4 separate regions of the Mus musculus genome follow, and regions 2, 3 and 4 are each linked to region 1. A link is a contact called in public ChIA-PET and HiChIP or PLAC-seq data. All regions are on one chromosome and are shown on one strand. The core of a region is the stretch at or near the end of the contact, and the rest is flanking DNA. Distances in the headings are between cores, read along the strand shown.

Region 1 (2,779 bases), core at 48-2,547:
ACAAGCCTAGACCCTCTGCACATATGTAACAGTTGTGCAGCTGGGTCTTCATGTGGGACTCCTAAAACCGAAGCCAGGGCTGTCTCTGACTACATTGCCTGCCTTTGGAAGCCTTTCTGCTAACTGGGCTGCCTTTTCTAGTCTCGAGAGAAGAAGATGTGCCTAGTCTTACTGCAGCTTGATATGTCAAGGCTGGTTGATATCCAAGGGAGGCCTCCCCTTTTCTGTGGAGAAATGGAAGAATGTTAGAGAAGGTTGGAGGGAAGGGAGAAAGAGGGATTGGGAGCAAAGGATGGGGGGGGGGGCGCTGCAGTCAGAATTTAGGATAAATAAATAACTTAATCAATTCTTAAAATGATTTAAGAAAAGGATCCACAGAACCTACTTAGTTCAGCTCTTGTGCTCATGAGTGTATAACTGCCCACTAGAGCTTGAGCAACCTACCATGGGACACACTTTTAAAGAAAACTAACTCTTAATCGCCTGGTATTTGTCAACCTGCCAGGAGGGCCTCAGCTAGGGATGTGGCCTCTTGAACACCTGCTCTGTCCATATTGGAATGTGGATTGGTGTGATCTCATGCCAGTCTTGTGTCACAACCATAGCTTCTGTGAAATTATGAACACAAAGATCCTATTATTTTTATAATAGATAATTTCACTGTATTTCTCTTTGGCTCCTGCCTCTTCTGATCTTTCCTTCTCTCCTCCATGGTGTTCCCTGAGTTCTTGAGGGGAGTGTTTCATGGCTGGTACTATAAATCTGACCACGAACCCGTGCCAGGGAGGTCTTAGAGCATAGGGGAAAACACAGGACTATTGTTTGTTTAAAAGACAGAGTATCAAACTGTCTTCTAGACATTTGTCCTTATACCCATAGAATAGTGCAGCCTTGCCTCTCATTAGAGAAGCTCTTTTCTCACTTCTCTCTCAGAGAGCAGAGAACTGGGCGTGACCATTGAGGGTTCAGCCCTAAGTGGGACAACTCTATCCTAGCATCATTATTCCTAAAACAAGAGCATCCCCAACCAACTGAGGAGCATCGTAAGTGTGGATTTTGGCCTTGTGATCCTGTTACATTGGACCCTGAGATCATCTGAAGCATCACTTGAAGTCTACCACCTTGCTCAAAAGTAAGCAGTTAAGTTCAGGAGCTTCAGGGAATACCAAGATGCAGGAAAAAAAAAAGTCACACTCTACCTCTCCGTTTTCTCTACCTCTGCTTACAGCAGCAATCCTTTTGCTCAGACTTCCTGTTTCTGGCACTTGCCTTCTTCTGTGATGTTCATAGTTCCCTGTCTGTGGTTTAGCAGGCACAGAGCTGGTTTGGGTCTCCCTCTCTCTCATTCACTTGCACATACAAGCGTGCTTCTTCTCTATTCTTTCTCTCTCTCTCTCTCTCTCTCTCTCTCTCTCTCTCTCTCTCTCAGAATGATGGCTCTGGGTAGAGCTTTCGCTATAGTTTTCTGCTTAATTCAAGCTGTTTCTGGAGAAAGTGGAAATGCCCAGGATGGTGAGTCATTTCTAACTCCTTTTTTAAAGGATTTCAGATTACCTGTAGCATATATGATCAAGTTACACAGTTCTCTAACAGGGCAAGCAAGAATTTAGCACTAATTAGGTTGTTTTGTGGGTATTAATCACCAGGACAGAGGGAATGATGACAATACTGCAAATGGCTTGTAACTCTCAAGAACTGTCAAGAAGCATTGAGTTTCATTCAAATTCTGGCTCATAAATGTGGATGTATGCTGGTAATTTCAAAAAAGAAACCTCATATCAGTTCTTTGTTGGAGCTTTTTGGATGATCGCTTCCAAAACTGTATTAGACTGAAAAATCAAGCCATTGTTGTTTTGACTGTTTATGGAGTTCTAAAACCCTAGATACCCATGATAAATTAATGGCCAGAAACGAGAGGTTTGTGTATTCACCAAAACTGTATTTCTAGTGTCTAGAGTTTAGAAGTTACTCTATAATGTATTTCTTCAACATACTTTAGCTTTGGCAGATTCATGTTAGATTGCTGATGAATAATTCAGTAGTATGCTAAGGAAGGTGTCTTCTTTGAAATACACAGGGTTGCTTTTATATTCAGAGAATCCATTATATGGTCATCATAATTCTCCTCAGAATCCATAAAATACTTAGACCTTGACTTCTTAAAAATAGGCATTTTAATTACAGGACTGTACTCAAACGTCTCTGGCAGACACAGCAGCTACATGGAATGTGAATCTCCAATTTGTTTCTACAAATTAATTAAACTGTTTTCATACACACACACACACACACACACACACACACCATTAAAAGGGGAATGTGTGTGTGTGTGTCTTTGTGTATGTGCGTGTGTGTGTGTGTGTGTGTGTGTGTGTGTGTGCATCCTGCCTCTGGTTCCTGAGTGCTAGGATTAAAGGCAGACACCACCATGGCTGGCCTATATGTGCATTCCTAAACTGGGTGCAGTAGTACATCCCTGTAGTCCTGAAGCCTAAGAGGCTGAGACAGAAAAATCATCTTTGTTCCAGACCAGTTAAAGCTACATTGCATAAGCTTGTATCAAATACATCTGTATTTTCTTTATGCACAGTATCAATACACATCAGCCTAGCTCTGTAGTTTAGCTCTTCAGTCAAATGCCTTTAGTTGTGCATCCTAAGCTTAGATATTTGTGTGACTTTACTTTGTAATCAGCAAGGATGGAAAACCCTTGCATGTTCTTATGAAGAGAATCATCAGAGGAGTCACACTCTTCAGCATGACGGAGCATGAGTCACTT
Region 2 (2,700 bases), core at 189-2,688, 460 kb before region 1:
TCTATCCACTTGATCTCCTTTTGTTGTCTAATTGTTCTGGCTAGGAGTTCAAGTACTATATTGAATAGGTAGGGAGAGAGTGGGCAGCCTTCTCTTGTCCCTGATTTTAGTGGGATTGCTTCAAGTTTCTCTCCATTTACTTTGATGTTGGCTACTGGTTTGCTGTATATTGCTTTTACTATGTTTAAGAGTGGGCCTTGAGTTCCTGATCTTTCCAAGACTTTTATTGTGAAGGGGTGTTGGAATTTTTAAATGATTTCTCAGCATCTAATGAGTTGATCATGTGGGATTTTACTTTTGTTTGTTTATATATTGGATTATGTTGATGGATTTCCATATGTTGAAGCATCCCTGCATACCTTGGATGGTCTACTTGATCATGATGGATGATCGTTTTGATATGTTCTTAGATTCTGTTTGTGAGAATTTTATTAAGTATTTTTGCATGATATTCATAAAGGAAATTGGTCTGAAGTTCTTTTTCTTTGTTGGGTCTTTTTATCATGTAGGTTGCTTCCTGTTACTTTTGTTGATAGAGTTTGGATTCTGTTCATGTGGCTATCATCTTCTAGGTTTGTTAAAAGACTACTTTCTTGCTTTTTCTAGGGCATAGTTTCCTTCCTTGTGTTGGATTCTTCCTCTATTTTTATATATTTATTGTGACAAGGATTGGTTCTTACCCAGGGGATATATCTAAATTTGGGGCAGTCATTGGTTGGCCATTCCCTCAATCTTTGCTCTGTCTTTGTCCTTGCACTTTTTAGGCAGAATTCATTTTGGTTCAAAACTTTTATGAGAAGGTTGCTGTCCTTATCTCTCTACCAAGAGTCCTGCCTGGCTACAGGAAGTGGCCACTTCAAGATCCATGATCCTTGCTGCTAGAAGTCTCAGCTAGAGTATCCTCCATAGATCCCCTGGGGCCTCCCCCCATCCAATGTCTTTGGCATGTCCTAGAGATTGTCTCCCCACCAATTTCTGTTCTCTCTCCCCTGTTCTCCCTACATATGATCTCCTCCTGCCCAGCCATGCTTCCCTCCCTATCCCTTCTTCCACCCAGTTCCTTCCTTCCATCAACTCTGATATCTATTTTCTTTCCCCTTTTGAGAAAGATTCAAATATCCTCCCTTGGGTCCTCCTTGTTATTTGGCTTCTTTGGGTCTATTGATCATAGCATGGTTATCCTGTACTTCATGGCTTATAAGCCATTTATAAGTGAGTACCTACACAAGTAGTGACACCAACTAGGGACTAAGTATTCAAATGCCTGAGACTGTGAGGGGCATTTACCCTTCAAACCAAGATATACAGTTCAATGAGTGGAAGGAAGGTTATTATGCAAGGAGTCCTGTCTTGCCCTGGTCAGCCATGGGTGAGCATGCCTCTTCCCAGGAGGTAATTTCAACAAGTGAGAGTCCTTGGGAAGTCAGGGTAGACATGGCCACCAGGCTGGAGAGGATGTTATAGTGTAGGTTATAAAAGGGCACATATGACATTGGGTATGGAAGACAGATGTTGTATTCCTGTGTTAGCTGGGAATTCTTAGTAAACTACACTGTAAGGAAATGTAATTGATTTCTTTAGTGAGCACTACAAAAGTACGAGATAAATAGTTGAGATTTAGTTGGCAAATTGAAAACACTCTTGGAAAGCAGTTTTCTCCCTCGATGTTTAATTCGCCTGAAGGGCTCTGGTACTTTTCATTTCCTTCACCAACAGTTTCTGAGAAGAGCCTTTTGATCTCAAGGAGGTATTTCTGTGTGACTCTTGAGAGTATTTGTTGTTTTCTTCTGAGAAAGAAAAGCATTACTTTCTTTGAGTAAGTAAACCAGCAAGCTGAAAGATTCCTGTGTTCAGTTTATAACTTCAACCCTCAGGTAGAGCAGGTGATGCTGTTACTTCTATAAGAAGCCCTTTGATCTTGTAAACTTTATATGCCTCAGTACAGGGGAACACCAGGGCCAAGAAGTGGGAGGGGGTGGGTTGGGGAGGGGGGGGAAGGGTATGGGGGACTTTTGGGATAGCGTTGGAAATGTAAATGAAGAAAATTCCTAATTAAAAAAAAAAAGAAGCCTGCCCTTTTAGTAAGTGCTCAGCTATGTCCTCCTGGCCTTCTGGAAATATAGCTCTAATCAAAGTTGATGTGCTGAGGGGCCACATGGGCCACATGCAACTTCAACAAGTTTTCAGTTTGTCACTAACTTTTATTTCCAAAGTTATGTAGAAAATGAATAATTACAACATAAGCAATATTCCGTACATGCACATACAACTATTTTGCATGAGTGAGATATGTATCCTTTTATATCTGAGTATGAATTGAAAATATCTAGGTAGTCAGTTTCTCCTGTACCATAAGCTGGGTTGTAACCTGTGATCCTTATGCCTCAGCCTCTTGGCTGTAGGAATTACTGCATATATACTGTCACTAACTATACAGAATTTTCATATAAAATGTTTGACTGTGCAACTGGCTGTAAAGAAGATACAAAACACCCATTAGATTATCCGAGAAGTCTTCAAAACTTGAATACACAGAGTAAGCAAGGAACAATGCAGTAACAAATAGAATTTGGGAGATTGATGGCTGCAGAGCAAGGATTTGCTTCCCACTTTCTAGTTCCTAGCAATGAAGTTTGCAGTCAGGGAAAGGATGAAGAACTCTATTTTTCACACAATTGCTTAGGGACCCATGCTAATAGA
Region 3 (2,700 bases), core at 137-2,636, 340 kb before region 1:
ACCTCTGTACCACAGCAGGAGAACTTACAGATCAGAGCTTCAAATCTTCACGTATTTCCCCACCTTCTCTTTGCTTTCCTAGGAGCCGCTACACCCTGTAGTGCTGCTTGTGTACTGGCAGGATCTATGGATCATCACTCACACTGTAACCAGAGAGAGGAACATCTTATCATTATTCACAGTCCTTCCCTGTACTCTCTGACTTATCTGCTTCTTGCTGTGAAAGATAAAGCTCTCCCATAAATGTTGCTTCAAGATTCATAGTCCCCACCACATTTACAACACTGATTTTCTACCTTTAAAAAGTGCATCTATATCTTCCAGCAGATAAAAGCAGTTTGAAGGCGGAATTTTAACCCTTTAATCACAGTGTCTATCATAAGCTAAGCCCAAGGGGAAGCTGAACTACAGTGTGTACAATTAGCAAAATACGATGCTTTGTCCAAAATCCATCCATTCATTCATGTTTGCACGTATATCCATGTATACCCATCGGAAATTCCATGTCCCATATCTTTGCATAAACATTAGTAATTTGAAAGCTGCTTACAAAGTTGTGAATTTTAATTACTTTCTGTATTTTTAGGTTGATTTAACTACAGAGGAGAAAATAGAACTAAATTGTCTACATTGATCAGGCCTCTGAGAAGGTAATAGGTTTCATTTTTACTTCAGTAGTCTTAGTGTCCTTCAGCTACTCATCCATCCTGTGGATAGCTTTTATGTATGTATGTATGTATGTGTGTATGTATGTATGTATGTATGTATGTATGTATGTGTGTGTGTGTGTGTATGTATGTATGTATGTATTATTTACTTATTTATTCACTCATTTATTTAATTATTTCTGTATAATACTCCAAAAAGCTACAGCCCCAAAGCACTTCTGGTGCTAGACTGTGCAATGTGTTCATTGTATCTCAAATCATTGTCAAAGCAAACATGGGGTCTTTGTAGCACAAAATGACTTCTGTAGAGCTTCCCACTTCTCCCTGACTCACTCTACTTCAGAGTCAAGAAGGTGAGTTTGGATGAGAAACAATGTGAGTAGCAATCCTTGGAGTGTTTTCCTGTATAACCTGTGGCTCCTAACAAAGTCAGAAGATGGGGAAGAATGCAGGAGCTAAGAAAACAGTAGCACAAAGGTACTCACAGGAACTAAGGCTAGACAGGCACTTGGGTGGGAATTGCATGAATTTTCTTATAAATTGCCTTTAATTTTTAAGCAGGGCAACCTCAACATGCACAGAAATACTTATTTGAGCCTCCTTCTGTATTTTGGAAATCCACGAGCCTCGATGATTGCAGCTTCTACCCAAAGAGGGAAGGCCTATGATGCTGTGGGTGGAAAGGAAGTGGGGGGCAGACTCCAGGTACCTCACTCTTTTACTCATCTCCTTGTCAGGTTATGACAATTTCGTGCTTCTGCAAATCCACCTGCCAAACAATTCCAGGAACCAGAGATTTGTCAGCGAGCCACAAGCACAGAATTCTTACTTCTGGGCTCAAGAGGCTGCCTCTCAGCACAGACAAGGTTTGCAGAGTGTGATGAGAGCCACTGTGGGCTGGATGAGCAGAGTGTGGTGATAAAGAGGAAATAGGACTTAATAGTAGACCTCAGTGTCATTGTGAAGTCAATCACCACCTGCTGCACATAATTTACTCCCCTTTTGGTGGCTACAGGAAGTTCCTGGAATTGGCGTGCAATAAGGACAGAACCCACCCCTGAGTGAGTAAGACAGTCAGGCATTCAGCTGGCTGTAGAGGCAAACAGGCCAGGACTGAACAGAGGTTTCAGCCCAGTACATTTCTATTCGTTTTTCTCTCCAAGAACTACAGCAGGGGGAAGATTCATTTTCAGGTGCGAAAACATTTTCGCACCCTCTTACATGGTGAAAAGCTGCTGTCTGTTTTTGCCTTTCATTTTCTGTCCCCCTAAACTCAACTTCAGACCAGCCCATAAAACAGGCAGAAAATTCCATTGCTTAATTTTGTTAGTGATGACTTTGTTTTCAGACATGACGGGCACATTTTGAGTTTTGTTGCTATTTTATTTCCATAAAAGAAATAGTTTTCCATGACAGATACTCAGTTCCTCCTTAGGCAAAATGCTAGAAGATAAAAAGAAAGAAGGAAAATTGTGTTTCCTACTCTGTTTTGCCTTTGTTCTTGATATTAGTGTTCAAATCTAAAGGCTACAGAGGAAGAAAACTGCAAAATGAATGTTTAATGATGTCTATGTATGTGAATGCATACATAAAGGAAATTCATATTATATGTTATAAGTCTAAAAGATAAATATAGAGAATATATCAAATACATGTTATACAAAATAATGTTCCTAGAATATAGAAAATAATATTTCATGTGCATTGAGTAATATATATATTATTTGGCCCTCACAGAGCAAGTCAATAATATACTAATTATTTCAATACATTTTAATGTTTCTAATTTTTGATTCATGAACCTAGGACATGCATCTTTCTTTCTCACAGTAGTCTAGAAAATGACCCAGAAAAAAAAATTCCTCCAAAGCCTGCTTTCAAGACCCGCTACTTTAGATATAAGTATTTCATGCCACTGCCTTGAGAGCTAATGAGAAAAGTCAACCTAAACCTATTTCAAAAGCAGGATCTTTACCCAAAGAGTATCAAATATTTTGGGAAGATATTACTGAAATTATTGGATATTATTATT
Region 4 (2,700 bases), core at 78-2,577, 510 kb before region 1:
TAAGATCTCATCTAGTGGTTTTGAACTGACTAGGTAACCTAGGATCCCCTTGTATTTATCTCAGCCTCCCAAATACTTAAAATAGCTACTATTGTGGGAATGGGCCACCCTGATTAACTCTCTTCATTTCTAAAGGATAAAAGAAGACTTTTAAAATGACTTTTTGTCACAAGTAGATTGGTATAATGAAAATTTCTTCCATTTTTTCTGGAAGCTTCTGTACTTGGCACCAGGTTGTTTTTCTTCACCGAGGAACACCAAAGCTTGTATTCATCTACAAGGGTTTGAAAAATATTCCTGAAGCTGGAGGCTTGATTATTTATGAGTGGTAATGTTCTCCTAAAGTTGATACCTGTTTTAATATTGACCTCAATAGAGAGACCAATGGTTTAGAGTCAAATGTTAGATGGCTTTTGTAGCCTCCCACAAGCCTGAAGCAGGCTGAGCCAGACCTTGACTTTGCTTACCACTAAGGAGATCACCTAGGGTGGAGCCTGCCTCCCTGGATCACTCTATTGTTCTGTCACTGCTGCTCCCTGCTGGGAGTTGGCCTAGCTGTTCTGGAGTCTACATCAGATCCTACATGTGGTCACCTGCAGCTGGGCTCCAAGGATGATTTGGCGGGAATGGGCTTTCCCCTCTCCTTTATAAAGCATGTCCCCCATTAAAAATTTGAACCTTGAACAGACTAGATTGTCTTGGTTCCGTTATTTCTCAACTCACCTAGATTCCCTCTTTTCTTTCAGCTCCAGGCTGCCTTCCAGGCTCCAACCTTGACGTGAGAGCAACAGGCTGGCCCCAACAGGATTTGAAAGGAATTTTTAATTAGTTGTGAAGATGGCCACATCACAAATGCAGTCTGGGAATGCTCCATTATCACAGAGCTAATGTGCCCTGATTAATTGTTTTATAAAAACAAGTGTAAATAAGATGCCAGTCCACAAAGGAAACGCTGACATATAGACTCTATGTGCCCCACAGAAATCATATCCTTGGTTCTGTCTAAGACTTTCTTTTCTCTCCATTTACAGCTAATTGGGCATGAGTTGAGTCATTCTTGTTTGTTATATGAAAATCTGATGCTGGTCTAGTACACCGTGCATGACACACATCAGATTTAACAGAAAAATTACTTAATCCTGTCACATCTGAAACCCTTTGTTGGTTTCCTAGCCTAAGGTCAACATAACATATTACTCTGCTTGGACATGTGTAAACGGCTTTTTCCTAAAGGAGCTCACAGTTGCTTGAAACCTAGTGTTCCTTTTTATCCAAAATGGATCCCTGCTATACCTCACCTCTCAACTGATCAGATGACTTCCAGAAGGGAAAACAACAACAATTACAATGCCAAGTGGCTACAGACATAAATGACAAATGAGGCTTTGGCACTTACAACATTCATCCCAACAAATGCCAGACATGGGAGCACAGTCATCTCAAATTGATCTTCCAGGAGCTATGGCAGGTCTGTGTGCAACAGCACGGACTAGCAGGTCAAACATTGAGCTTTAAGTCCTGTTTTCACTTCTTAAGAGTTGGTTGATCTCAAGTATGTCATTAGGTAATCTCAAACTTGCCTCACACTTTAAAACCACATCCTTGTTTTTCTTAACACAGTTGTAAAGAGCAAAAAAGAATAGTACTTATTATTTTCTGGTTTTAGTAGAGTATCTGACACATAGCAGGTGATTATTACACAAACAGTTACATTGGTTCTTAAGTATTATGCCTTGATGGTCCTTAGGAAACAAAAGACATCCAGCTACATCACTGTACTGCCAATCAGGGATTTCTTCTCACATGCACCACATACTTGCTTTGGAGTCTGATTACAGAAATTGCCTTTTGAAAGAATTTCTGTTGCCCATAAAGTTTATTACACTACAACTTTTACCTTGATTCATGTTCAGTAAAAATAAGTGGGGATTATCTTAATCTTAAATTCAGATAGTTATAAGTTTATTGCTATGGAAGAACATTCAAACACTAATGGTTCATCTACCTTATTTTATTTACCCACTGATTGGAATGTTATGAAAAATTGTTTTCTGAAAGCATAAATATATTAATAATAAACACATTAAGCATAAAGCATTAACTTAATATCATAAAGTATCATGAAGCCTGGTGGTGCGGCTCAGGGGTAGAGTACTTGCCTAGCTAGCATATTTGAGATTTGGATTCCATCCCCATATGGTAAAACCTACTAAGTACCCATATCCCACAGTTCTGTGTGACTATGTCATATTACTTATGTTAATGTGAACTAACATTAATGTGTCCCTAAATGTTGGACATGTAATGATTTTCTTCTTAATCTAGGTGTATTTTCAAGTACAAAAAAGATATTAAAGATTTTAAGATATTTGGGATGCACTCCCTGAATCTCTGACAGAGCTCATTAGTTTCTTTTTTTTTTTTTTAATTTCATTTCATTTTTAATTCATTTTTTACACTCCATATTCCATTCCCTGTCCCTCCCCTCCCACCTTCCAACTGCTTTACATCCCACACCTCATCCCCATCACACCCTGTCTCCACATGGATGCCTCCACCCTCCACCCCATCTGACTTCTAAACTCCCTGGGCCCTCCAGTCTCTTGAGGGTTAGGTGCATCATCTCTGAATGAACACAGACCTGGAAGTCCTTTACTGTATGTGTGTGTGTGTGGGGGGGGGGGGCTCATATCATCTGGT

The links. ChIA-PET counts read pairs in DNA pulled down with a chosen protein or histone mark. HiChIP or PLAC-seq counts read pairs in DNA pulled down with a chosen protein or histone mark.
Region 2: a contact with region 1 is called in an H3K27ac HiChIP or PLAC-seq map of regulatory T cells, with 9 times the contacts expected there. The contact joins the enhancer-like site here to the promoter of Il7r in region 1. A contact is called at or near these places in 5 of 39 promoter capture datasets (the C10 cell line, embryonic stem cells, hippocampal neurons and 1 more) and 2 of 115 datasets of contacts at active chromatin or transcription factors (large pre-B cells and regulatory T cells).
Region 3: a BATF HiChIP or PLAC-seq map of CD8 T cells shows a contact between it and region 1, with 19 read pairs. The contact joins the enhancer-like site here to the promoter of Il7r in region 1. A contact is called at or near these places in 3 of 39 promoter capture datasets (neutrophils, pre-B cells and stem cell-derived epiblast-like cells), 6 of 115 datasets of contacts at active chromatin or transcription factors (CD8 T cells, the SCID.adh cell line, Th17 cells and 3 more) and 1 of 9 other capture datasets (macrophages).
Region 4: an RNA polymerase II ChIA-PET map of memory CD8 T cells shows a contact between it and region 1, with 32 read pairs. The contact joins the enhancer-like site here to the promoter of Il7r in region 1. A contact is called at or near these places in 3 of 39 promoter capture datasets (the C10 cell line, embryonic stem cells and hippocampal neurons), 5 of 115 datasets of contacts at active chromatin or transcription factors (bone marrow-derived macrophages, large pre-B cells, memory CD8 T cells and 1 more) and 1 of 9 other capture datasets (adipose tissue).

The regions. Positions count from the first base shown.
Region 1 is chr15:9,528,394-9,531,172 of GRCm38.p6, reverse strand. Il7r (interleukin 7 receptor) reads left to right here and starts at 1,297. Exons shown (of 8, transcript NM_008372.4): 1 at 1,297-1,512. The coding sequence starts at 1,431.
Region 2 is chr15:9,984,074-9,986,773 of GRCm38.p6, reverse strand. No RefSeq gene overlaps it. Among named protein-coding and RNA genes, the nearest start is that of Prlr, 190 kb to the left of the region's middle. Within about 2 kb of position 1,438, at least 1 of the 459 cell types and tissues checked has an H3K27ac peak or open chromatin away from gene starts, as enhancers often do. A contact at or near this core is called in regulatory T cells, where this site is marked.
Region 3 is chr15:9,869,242-9,871,941 of GRCm38.p6, reverse strand. No RefSeq gene overlaps it. Among named protein-coding and RNA genes, the nearest start is that of Spef2, 120 kb to the right of the region's middle. Within about 2 kb of position 1,386, at least 24 of the 459 cell types and tissues checked have an H3K27ac peak or open chromatin away from gene starts, as enhancers often do. A contact at or near this core is called in CD8 T cells, Th17 cells and pro-B cells, where this site is marked.
Region 4 is chr15:10,034,623-10,037,322 of GRCm38.p6, reverse strand. No RefSeq gene overlaps it. Among named protein-coding and RNA genes, the nearest start is that of Prlr, 140 kb to the left of the region's middle. Within about 2 kb of position 1,327, at least 16 of the 459 cell types and tissues checked have an H3K27ac peak or open chromatin away from gene starts, as enhancers often do. A contact at or near this core is called in memory CD8 T cells, where this site is marked.